2 separate regions of the Mus musculus genome follow, and region 1 is linked to region 2. Evidence: chromatin contacts called from public HiChIP or PLAC-seq data. All regions are on one chromosome and are shown on one strand. The core of a region is the stretch at or near the end of the contact, and the rest is flanking DNA. Distances in the headings are between cores, read along the strand shown. Region 1 holds the start of Il1r2 (interleukin 1 receptor, type II). Region 2 has its middle 52 kb from the start of Il1r2.

What was found. HiChIP or PLAC-seq counts read pairs in DNA pulled down with a chosen protein or histone mark.
Region 1: an H3K27ac HiChIP or PLAC-seq map of thymic regulatory T cells shows a contact between it and region 2, with 2.1 times the contacts expected there. The contact joins the promoter of Il1r2 here to the enhancer-like site in region 2. A contact is called at or near these places in 7 of 39 promoter capture datasets (the 3T3-L1 cell line, 3T3-L1-derived adipocytes, the C10 cell line and 2 more), 2 of 15 datasets of contacts at CTCF or cohesin (the NIH/3T3 cell line and large pre-B cells), 22 of 484 Hi-C or Micro-C datasets (the 3T3-L1 cell line, the 63-12 cell line, B cells and 17 more), 9 of 115 datasets of contacts at active chromatin or transcription factors (the 230-238 cell line, CD8 T cells, the HPC-7 cell line and 5 more) and 4 of 9 other capture datasets (adipose tissue, embryonic stem cells, liver and 1 more).

Annotation. Positions count from the first base shown.
Region 1 is chr1:40,081,452-40,086,881 of GRCm38.p6, reverse strand. Il1r2 (interleukin 1 receptor, type II) reads right to left here and starts at 2,168. Exons shown (of 9, transcript NM_010555.5): 1 at 2,063-2,168. It overlaps Gm16894 (predicted gene, 16894), which reads left to right and starts at 1,031. Exons shown (of 4, transcript NR_037980.1): 1 at 1,031-1,269; 2 at 1,595-1,738; 3 at 1,868-1,915.
Region 2 is chr1:40,029,794-40,035,200 of GRCm38.p6, reverse strand. No RefSeq gene overlaps it. Among named protein-coding and RNA genes, the nearest start is that of Il1r2, 52 kb to the left of the region's middle. Within about 2 kb of position 1,285, at least 29 of the 459 cell types and tissues checked have an H3K27ac peak or open chromatin away from gene starts, as enhancers often do. A contact at or near this core is called in the HPC-7 cell line, cortical glia, regulatory T cells and 1 more, where this site is marked.

The sequences.
Region 1 (5,430 bases), core at 919-3,418, 51 kb before region 2:
TCAGCTGAAGGCCAGATGTCAAAGACTGCTGAGTCTCAAGCCTGAAGCCTCTCTCTAAGGCCAACAGCCTATGTGACACTGCTTCAAATCTCTTGACTCTGACCTTCAGACCAGCTCACAAAGAGTAAGGCTCTTACATGGGATCCACCAACCTGTTCTTCCTTTAGCTTAACTAACCGAGCCTGAAGTGACCCACAAAAATCCTTCATCCTTACTACTTAAGGTAGTACACTAAGAGTACTATATAATACTATATAGTACTAGTAGTACTATATAAGGTAGCATGTCTGTAAGTATTCTTCTGTTTATCCACCCCAGCCTTACTCAATGAGAGGGGATTCTACAGGGCATGAATCAGTGGGTCTCATTCTACAGTCCCGCCTGTTGCACACATGTAAAACATCTGATGACTACGACCTCTCGAACATTCAACACTCACCCAATGCTATACATTTACTCATTCCTCACTCCCAAGGAAGGTCTCTTTCCTGACTCTTGAAAGCTTGGTTGCTCACAACATGATCAACACGTGAGAAGAAAGCAGATGCCCAGACATCAACTCTCAGGAATAAAAGTCACCTGCGTGTTTACAAGACTCCCGGGAGATGCAAGAAGCAATGATCTCACAAGTTCCTTGTCCACAGATAACTCCCTCCGTCCTGGGCTCTCTAATGAGCATGAGCCTCATCTAATCTCCTAAGAAAATAGTCCTCCAAAAGGGCTCTTCCCATACAAGCAGTTCCAGCGTGTGATCGAGTCCTTGGGCACACACCCACATCTACTGAATCTGAAAAAAAAAAAAAAAAAATCTGCGTGGGCCAAGCAATGCGTGTCGTAGGCAGATATGGTAAAGGCCAAGTTGGAAGACCTGATAAACAGAGTAGTCGGAAGTTCCTTGAAAAAGCACCCGCTTCTGCCGCTTCTGCTGTCCCTAGAGGCTGGCGCTGCTATCCTGGGGTATGGGAGGAGGGACGTGATCACGTGATCTCCCCGGTCTCACTGTCAAAAAGTCGGACGTGGTCACGTGATCGCTCCATTCTCGCTGTCAAAACAGTAGGATTTGAGGGTGAGCTGGGAATGAGAATGGCTTGGGGAAGCCCAGGACAACCTGCAGCACACGAGGGAGGGTCCATCCCCGCAGCACTACCAGCTAAGAAAAGGAAAAGAATGCATTGAGGCAGGCGAGGCTCAGAGAGGCCTCGGGGAAGACATTCTTCTGCACTTATGCCTGTAGGAACAAGATGCTGATCCCGGAGAGCAAGCCTCCAGGTAAGGCAGAGCTAGAGGAGGGTGAGGTTGATGGAAGCCGATATGGAACACGGACGGAAGCCAGCAACATCCCACTGCAAGCAGGGACTGGGAAGGACAGGCCAGTCTTTTGCCTCTATTTACACAGTAGGAAACCCAGAGAGAAGCTCTGGCCAAGATCACCCTGTGTAAGGAGGCTGAGGTCAGAGACATATAAGCTAGGGCTCAGAAGGGAAAAAATGGGCTTCAAAATAGAGTAGGGGACTGAAGAGAAGAGACTTTAAGAAGCAGAGGAGGGAAAAAAACCAGTACATTCATTTATCTAATAACTGTGTGTGCCAGGCAGGTCTTAGAGTGCTGCCCAGTCTGCCTGGAAGCTATGGTTTCTGAGAGGCATCAGGTACATTTAAAAAAAAAAAATCACCCTAGGAAAGTCCCCAAAGCCTTTCAACGTGCTCTGCGCTCTGTCCCAGATGCTCAGCCTCCCAAGGTAAGAACCCAGCCCACTCCCTTCCTCCAGGTGAATTCTAGATGCTTGTCTGTCCCCTGCTACCTGGATCTGTGGACATTCAATAGCAGCTCTCTGATGTAGTCCCCCCCCTCCCTTTTTTTCTAACAGAGAAAACGAAGTAGAAAACAATCAAGGAATAAAGTGACCTCCACACAGGTGAGGAGACCGCTCACCCAGAGGAAGCTAGGAGACTCATAGAGGGTTGCCTGAGGACCCACTAAAAGCAGACCTGATGTTCAGACTGGTGTCTGACTGGTGACTGGCTTCCTGGTGTCTCCCCCTGCCTCTTTCCCACCTTCTTACCTGGAGCTGTGTATTCTTGTACCTTGCTGCTTCTTGCCTGACTGGGGAAGGCTGCTGGGCCAGACTTTCACCTTCTGTGATGTCCCAGCAGCCCCCTCAGGGATTTATAGGCTCCTGCTTGTGGTTTCCTAACTGGCCTGTGTCACTCACTCTAATTGGGTGGTGGTGGACACACCTTTTCCCTGCTCACGGGGAGCACCCTGCTCATGGTGCTTTGTGCGTACATCCTTGCCATATGGGGAAGTGGCCTAGGAAACTCTGAGTTTCCTTATTTGAGTGTGTGTGTGTGTGTGTGTGTGTGTGTGTGTGTGTCGCTAGAATGGCATGCTTCCAGCCAAGAACACATTTTAAAGTGATGCTGGCTGTACATGAAGAAGTTGTAAACAGTTTCACAGGCAAGATTTCACCCCATCTGCTGGATGCTGCTTAAAACCCAACCATGGTCCCATTAAAGAGAAAAGGAGGGTTTTAAATGAGTGGGACACAAGATCCCCACTCCCACCCCCAAGGAACTCTTCTTGACTAGGAGGAGGATTAAATGGATGGGCTTGTTTTAGGGGGGCCTTTGTTTGGCTTTTTGTTTGTTTGTTTGTTTGGTTGGTTTTGTTTTTAACTTTTTGTCTGAGTCTTTGGAAGCTGGGAACATGCTGCTTAATGTAGAGAAAGTGACTGCTAATGTAAGTTAAGGATTTCCAGGTCCGGAGACAGGCTCGGGTTTGGTGCTTCAGGAAAAAGTGGTAAGACAGCCAAAGGAGGAAGAGGATGGTGTGTGTAGTGCTGCAGTCCATGAGCCAGAGAGCCAGAGGCTGGACAAAAACCCAAGACATGGATGCTGCCCTTGTGGCTCCAGGGACCCTGTATGGACTACAATTCATTCTAGCCCACTGAGGCCCATGCAGACCTCCGACCTCCAGAATGATGTAGGAATAAGAACAAATGCAAATCTCATCCCCTGCCCCCCACCCCCGCCTTCATCTTACCTCCCCAAAAGGAGTCTGAAGCCCATGTTTTCTCTCCCTGTCCTTAATTTGTGAAGTACTTATGAGAAAGAATTGTTTGTATGACAAAGAGTCCTTCTGTTGCCCAGCTGACCAGAGTAGGGCTTAGAATTCTCCACCACATATTGTCTCACTGTGAATTTTATCCTAGGTATTTGATGACCATATTTTCTTCCATCAATATCGCAGAATTTGTATCTGCTAAAGACAAATGAATGGTAAAGACAATGTGTCAAAGTATTCAGAGTTCAGACCACCCCCTCAAACTGGGCATGCATGCATGATGTTGGTGGCTCACACATACTGTCTTCCAGTCACCTTCCTCCACTCTCTGGGCTGCATGTCACTTAAAAGTACCTTGCCACAGGTTTTCCATGGGTGGCTTCTGGTTTCTGAGCCAGAACCACATTGGGTCTAATTGAGGAGGAGTCTCTACCTCAGCATTTGCAACAAGCATCTTGGGTAACAGGCATCTTGAACCTCAAAGGATCTTGGTCATTTCCCATGCACTGGTGGGGAAGTTGAACTGAACATTCTATTGCTGCTGGGCCCATGAATGGAGATGGAGGGATACAGGAGAAGCAGTCATTGTTCCATGGGTCCTGCTGAGGCTTGCTACTGTCACTACTAAGTTTGAACTTTAGTAGTGGTAGTAATAGTAGTAGTTGTTGTTCTTCTTCCTTCTCCTCTTCCTCCTCTCCCTCTTCCTCCTTCTCCTCTTCTCCTCTTCCTCCTCCTTCTCTCCTCCTATTCTTCTTCCTCCTTCTCCTCTTCCTTCTTCTTCCTCTTGTTAGGACCTTACGTTTATCCCTAGCTAGACTGGAACTCTCTATGTAGACCAGGCTAGCCTTGAACTCACAGAGAGCTCCCTGCCTCTGTCTCCCAAGTTTCTGGGATTCCTGACATTCCTAAACCAGGCCTTGAGCATCAGGACTTGAAAGGATCATTAGACTCTATGATTGCCTTAGTTAAGTTTCTCATTCTATGATAAACACCACCACAGCCAGCTCAGGAGGAAAGAGCTTATTTCCGATTACAGTTTGCAGTTCTTCATGAAGAAAACTCAGGGTGGGAACCTGAAGCGTGAACCTGGAGACGTACTGCTTACTGGCTTGTTCTTGGATTGTTCTGACTGCATACTTATAGTATCCAGGACTGCCCTTCAGGGTTGACAGCCTGTCCCCTGCTGCCTAGTGAGATGGACCCTCCCAAAGCAATCAATAATCAAATTCCCACACAGACTTGCCTATAGGCTGGTTTGGTGGAAACATTCCCTCAATTAAATAAATACTCCTCTTTTCTGATATACCTAGGTTTGTATTAAGTCAACAAAACCAACCAGCACAATGATCGAGTTCTTCCAAAGACAGAAAATAAGATGGAACAAATTACTCTTTGGTCCACAGTTCCTCTTGAGTGTAGACAAAGGCATCTGGCATGATCTTCCTTCTCCTCTGAGGCTTTCTTAAGCCATGTGCCACCTTTGTTATTGAGTGAATGGGATCCTAAGTTAGGCAGATCCATGGAGTGATGGTGTGCAGGAGTTAACTGTTTGCATGACCCTTATGCTGGGATGGTGGTGGCACCTGGGAGACCTTCCTGTTGGAATGGATCTCGGCCTTGGATATGTATTTGACTTGAAATGTATAGCTTCCTCCTGCCATGAGTTAAGAATGCTGGAATTAAGAAACAAAAGTAAGCAATCTTCCTTCAAGAGTCCTGAGAAAAAGAATAAAATGGATGTAATTTAACACTTACCCTTTGCCCTACAAACTCATTTTGGGGCAGTTGTAGCTTCATAAGATCATTATCCAGTGTGCTTGTTGGGTTTTATCAACTTGATACATGTTCCAGGGAAGAGGGAATCTTTGTTGTTGTTGTTGTTGTTGTTGTTGTTGTTGTTGTTGTTGTTGTGAAATCTATTTTTTTACAGTCCAGTGGTTATCCCCATCCCAGTCAACCCTCCTACAGTTCCTCATCCCATTCCTCCTCCCTTGTCTCCAACAGGATGTCCCCACTTCCACCCTCCCCATCCGACTAGCCCCCCACCCCCCACTCCCTGGGGCCTCAAAGAGGGTTAGGTGCTTCTTCTTTCACTGAGACCAGACCAGGCAGTCCTCTGCTGTATATGTGTCAGGGGCCTCATATCAGCTGGTGTATGCTGTCTGGTTGTCTCAGTGTTTGAGAGATTTTGGGGGTCCAGGTTAGGTGAGGCTGCTGGTCTTCTTATGGTGTTACCTTCCTCCTTAGCTTCTTCCAGCCTTTCCCTAATTCAACCACAGGGGTCCTCCATTTCTGTCCATTGGTTGGGTATAAGTATCTGCATCTGACTCTTTCAGCTGCTCCTTGGGCCTCTCTGAGGGCAGCCAT
Region 2 (5,407 bases), core at 36-2,535:
AGCCTCTTTTGATTGAAATGACACTCAATCTACACAGAACTGGGGTGTCTGGCTTCTTAAGATTGTACCACAACCACTGGGATCATGAGCAATGTGGAAATTAGGAGGAAGGTGTAGAACCTTCCGGCGAGAGATTTCTTCTTGTGTCCTCCAGCAGTTTCTGTCACAGGGGCTTGCCCAGGACACTTGACCTGGATAATCAGACACTCTGGTGGGTGAGACCCTGCCAGCCATTTTCAACAAATTCTCTCATCCAAGCTCAGAGACTACTGCAGAAGCAGGGCTGGAAAGATCATGAAAACTAGAGACAATGAAATTCTGTAAAGAGTGTTTGTTGGACCTGTCCGGGCCATTGCGCCCATGAACCCAATGGTACATCCACCAAACCAAGCAAGGCAAAATACCAGCATGGGTGGATTAGGGCTGCACGAATCCTACCACTCACTGAGGGGCTATTCGCAATTGATAGCTACTGGGAAAGGAAATCCATTTTCCTCAGGAATGTAGCCCTCGAAAGACCACTCAAACTCCAACAGACTGAACTACACTCATGCGCCCACAGGTAGCACCAAGTGGACGTACTGCTTTTAAAACAAGTAGAAGATGGGAGTTGAGGCAGGCGATACAAGAGGAATTAGAAGTAAGGAAATAGGGGATATGTTTCATTAAAATGTAGTATATATTCATATACAAAATTCTCAGTCAAAAAGGCATATCCAAAAAAAAAAAGAAAAGAAAAAGAAAAAAAATGAAACAAGTAAAAAGAATAAAAATAAAAAGAATAAAAGATTATTCCCTTCTTGGGAATGTGATCCGTGTCCCAGGTTGGAAATCCTAGTGTTTTTAACTAGGCGTGACTCTAAGCGTCACTTAGCTGGCTTCTCCCTGATCTCCACGCTAAGCTCTCGTATGCTTCCTTGCGGTCTGGACATACTGTCCTTTTAATTCCATATACACATCAGCTGCCTTTTGGAATCGGAGATCAGATCCCCGTCCATGGTAACTTGGAAGATCTGAGCATTACAGAGTGATCCAATTATAGCTTGTAATTATGGTGGCTTGTACAAAGTGCAGCAATTCACAAATCTTCCCTGAACGGACAAAACTCCCTTTGTTTCTACTGCAATGATGAGACTTCATGCTGCTCTGTGTCAGTTACACACGACTATGATAGCAGCTGCCCTTAAGTGGAGCTGGGCAAATGTCATCTAAGACCAGGAGTCAGTTCTATAGAATGGGCAGCCATGACTCAGCAGATTCCAGAAGGACCAGGCTCTTGTGTTACTACCGATTCGTGGCAGTGATGGCTCCTGGCCATCTCTCCAGCATGCACAGTGAGCTCTCTTGAGTGAGGTCCAGTAAGAGCTGAAAATAGGGTTGCACTTCAAAATAGCCAGGGAGACTCAGGTGACAGCCACACCTTTTCCAACAGTCTAGAGTGACTTACTTGTGAAGGATCCTGGGAATCTGTTACCCAGTGACTGGGACATATGCGACTGTGCTGAGGATAATAAATTACACAGCCACCATTAAGTTTCTCAGTTCCTTCCATGACAGGTCTTTGCCCCATTCTTTTAAGATTACACAACGGCAGAAACCAGAATGCAATGGGGGAGTGGGTTTTTCCCACAGCTATAAGTCTCTGAGAACTTTCCAGCTTGGCGGGCCCCTCGTTGATGCCACCAGTGAGTCAGAGGCCCCAGATAAACACCTCTGCTGTACATGAAAGTTTTCTGTCTGAAACCCACCTGTGTAGGGGAACAGCAGCAGCCACTGGCTGCATATATGTGTGTGTGTGTGTGTGTGTGTGTGTGTATGGCTTGCAACTTCATGTGCCTTCCTTGCAGCCTTTAGAAAAAGAAACCCCTGCAGCACAGTCCTGGACCCCACAGCAGAGAGTCCTGGGCTGTCCGTGAGAAGAAGGATTTCTTAGCTTTCACCCACAGCCAGCTCACTGCCTTGAGGTTTGCAAATTATGGCCTCCTCCTTTAGCTTTCTCACAGAACCATTTTAATAGAGCCAGAGAACAAAAGCTTTGCAAACTCCTGTGTGTGTGTGTGTGTGTGTGTGTGTGTGTGTGTGTGTGTGTGTGTGTCTGTCTGTCTGTCTGTCTGTCTGTCTGTGATTGTGTAAAACCCAGCCTAGGTAACAGTGCAGTGGTTCTCAGATTCAGTTCTAACGCTGTGACCCTTTAATACAGTGATCCCCCAACCATCAAGTTATTCCAGTGCTACTTTAGTTTTGAATGCTATGAACCATAATGTTAAAATTTTGACAAACAGGATATCTGATATGTGACCCCCCCATGAAAGGCTGTTCAACCTGCAAAGGGGTTGAGACCCACACAGGTTGAGAACTGCTGTTCTAGTGGGATTTTTGTCTTGGTTATCCTGTTGACATGACTTTAGTTCTATCTATCTATCTATCTATCTATCTATCTATCTATCTATCTATCTATCCATCCATCCATCCATCCATCCATCCATCCATCCACACACAGTAATATACACTGAGATGTAGAAAAATCCAGCCCATGGAGATTAGAAGACCATGTCTCAACTCAGGCCCCCCATTCCAGAATGATCTCTAGGGGGACTATTTAAGAAGCAGTAAGATGTGGACAAATGTCGGGGACAAACCTTGGAAGTGTCTATAAAGCCTCTAGACATGTTAAAGGCCTTAGTATGGAAAATAGTGTGAAGGGTGTTTTATAAATTATGTGTTGAGATTGCATTCTGGAATACACTTATTCAAGTGCATTAGCAAGCTTTGTATGTGTTTGATTAAATGTGTGCTCCAATAGCTTGCATTACCACAGTGACTTGCTGTGTGCTCATCTTTACATTTCTCTGGCTAGCCTCAAGTTGTTAGAAAGTAACCCAATATTATTGACTTCATGGCCTTTCAAGTTATCTTGCAAAGCTAGGTGTGTCCATATCCCATTGTGACTTTTCTCTGTATTAGAAAACACAGAAACGCAAGCTTGTTGTGGACACTGACAGGCACCCGTGGACTCTGCCAACAGAACGTTTTCTCTCATTGCTTGGCCTCGAAGGCGCACATATCTGCACTTGAAATCCTCACCGGTGCTTTTCAAAGCATGCTTTATATATTGGCATAAATAAATCTGGAAACCTGAAGGAACTGGTTTAGAACACAGACATTCCTTTTGCATCAGAGGTGTGGCTGAATAGGAAAGCTCTGATACTGCACCAATGACCAGCTGGCTACAGGCCAGGCAGGAGTCACCAGTTTCTTCTCCTGAATCCCCAACCTGGATGCTGGCAGGTCAGTGGGGGAAGAGGAGGCCACATTACTGAAATCAAGCAGAGTAAGCCCTCCATGAGCCCTTACTCATGAGGGAGCAGGAGGAAGCCACCAACTGTGCTGTTGCTGACCCCATTTTTGTGTACTCAGGACAAGACTCCAGGCTGCAGCCTTATCCATTTGTGAGGCCATTCAAACACTGTAGACATTTTCCAAGTGGGTCTGACGCGTTCTCAAATCAGTTATGAACTGCTTGCCTCCTGAGTACATACCAAGCACTAACTTCTCCAGGCAGGCAGCTGGTCACCAACGGGACCTCAGGTTCTCTGTCTCAATGCCCTATTCTCAAGTGGCACAGGCACATCAGTATTCAGTTTCCTCTTTATCCTCTCAACTTCTAATTGTCCTCTTCAAACTGAGGTTGACTCTGTCCTGTACTCATTTCTAATGCTCCACTCAGCTCCTGCACTGGTATCTCTTCAAAGAGTCAACAGGGAGTCTTCTGTTGCCCAGGCCAAGAAGGTACATTAAGAGCCTTCACTCAGGACCAAGCACACAGTGAAACAATCCTCTTGCTGTCACTGTTGCTACCCAAGAGGCAGGCTAGGATGAGGTGCCCATCAGCAGAGCATCCCTATCTTACATAATTCTCATTTGTCCCTTATCTTTTGTTAAATCCAATATGGCTGGCACTAGCATCGGGGCCCTTGCAGCTGGCCTGCACTCCTGTGACAAGGCTGACCCGAGCGAGATGTGAGTCTAGATCCTAGCAGGAGGACTTCAATGTGCAGCCTGAGAGTGTCTCTCCCTCTGTTTCATTCAGGCAGCCACATGCGAGACATGAATCTAGATCCTAGCAGGGGACTTCAACGTGCACCCTCAGAGCGTCTCTCACTCGTTTCATTACGGCAGCCACATGCTACTGTAGTTTAGTAAGTTACAAGTCTTTGGGGCTGGAGAGCTCACTCAGTGTGTACGCTTCTTGCAAGGAAGCATGGATCCTAGCACATGTGTAAAAAGCCAAGCACAGGGGAATACACCCCAAACCGCAGCTCTAGAGACATGGAGATAGGGGTCCTGAAGCTTGCTGGCTGGCCTGCCAATCTAATCCAATCAGTGAACTCCACAGAGTTAGAGATTCTGTCTCAAAAACAAGGCAGAGGGCTGGAGAGATGGCTCAGTCGTTAGAGGCGGGTCACATTCAAAAGGGAGGTGGAGAGCACTTGACAAGGGCGCTGGCACCAACGTCTGGTCTCTATTCCTAAGTACATCCATGCAAATACACGGACACACACGCACTTCAGCACACACACAAATGAAGGCTCTATTTTCGATTCTAGAACAGTGACCGCTATCCCAAGTCACCCTTCAGGCCTGTTTCCCCACAGGAGCATGGTACCTTAAGACTGCTCAGCACACAGTGATTGCTCAACTTGACCAAGAAAGCCACCGAGTTCCCAGAAGTTTACGAGCTCCCACACTTACTCAATGATGTACCCTGCTAAGGGAGGCGAGGGGACAACCAGTCCTTCAGAAAGCAGACCAAGGAAGTATCATTGATACCAGTAACACATGGGAATCCGAGGCAAGACCTTTTGAAATGTCCTTTCCATAGGGCTGCCCAGGGTAAGAAATGGATCCTGTGCAGCCCAGCAATGCCTCTTCCTAGGAGTGAGCAGGGCAGGCCATGAAGGGGCAACTAAGGTCCTGAGCTCACCAAACTGCCCAGACTGTCCATGATAGGCAGGGCTAGTCTGCAGATGGTAGCTTCCAAATGGCCTCTGTTCTAAACTGTGACTCTCGTGAATCTAATAGTCCACAATGAACCTGATGCTTGGTAGCAGGACTATTTGGGGAGGAAGGGGCCATTGGGATTCTGAAACTGAAAACACTCTCTTGAAGTCAACAGTGACAAGAGTAACCTATGGCTTTCCTTGAGAAGCCTTGTGAGCTGTGGTTTAGGTAGTCAGCTCTCAGGATAAAGGCAGGGCACAGATTAAGAACCATGAGTGCCAATAAAAAAAAGTATTAATTGCCGGCATGTGCTACAGGACAATATGAAGACCACACTAGGTGCAAAGGCCACGCAGTGAAAGGTGAGGTTCATGACTGTGGAGGAGGCAAACTGAGAGTGAGCAGG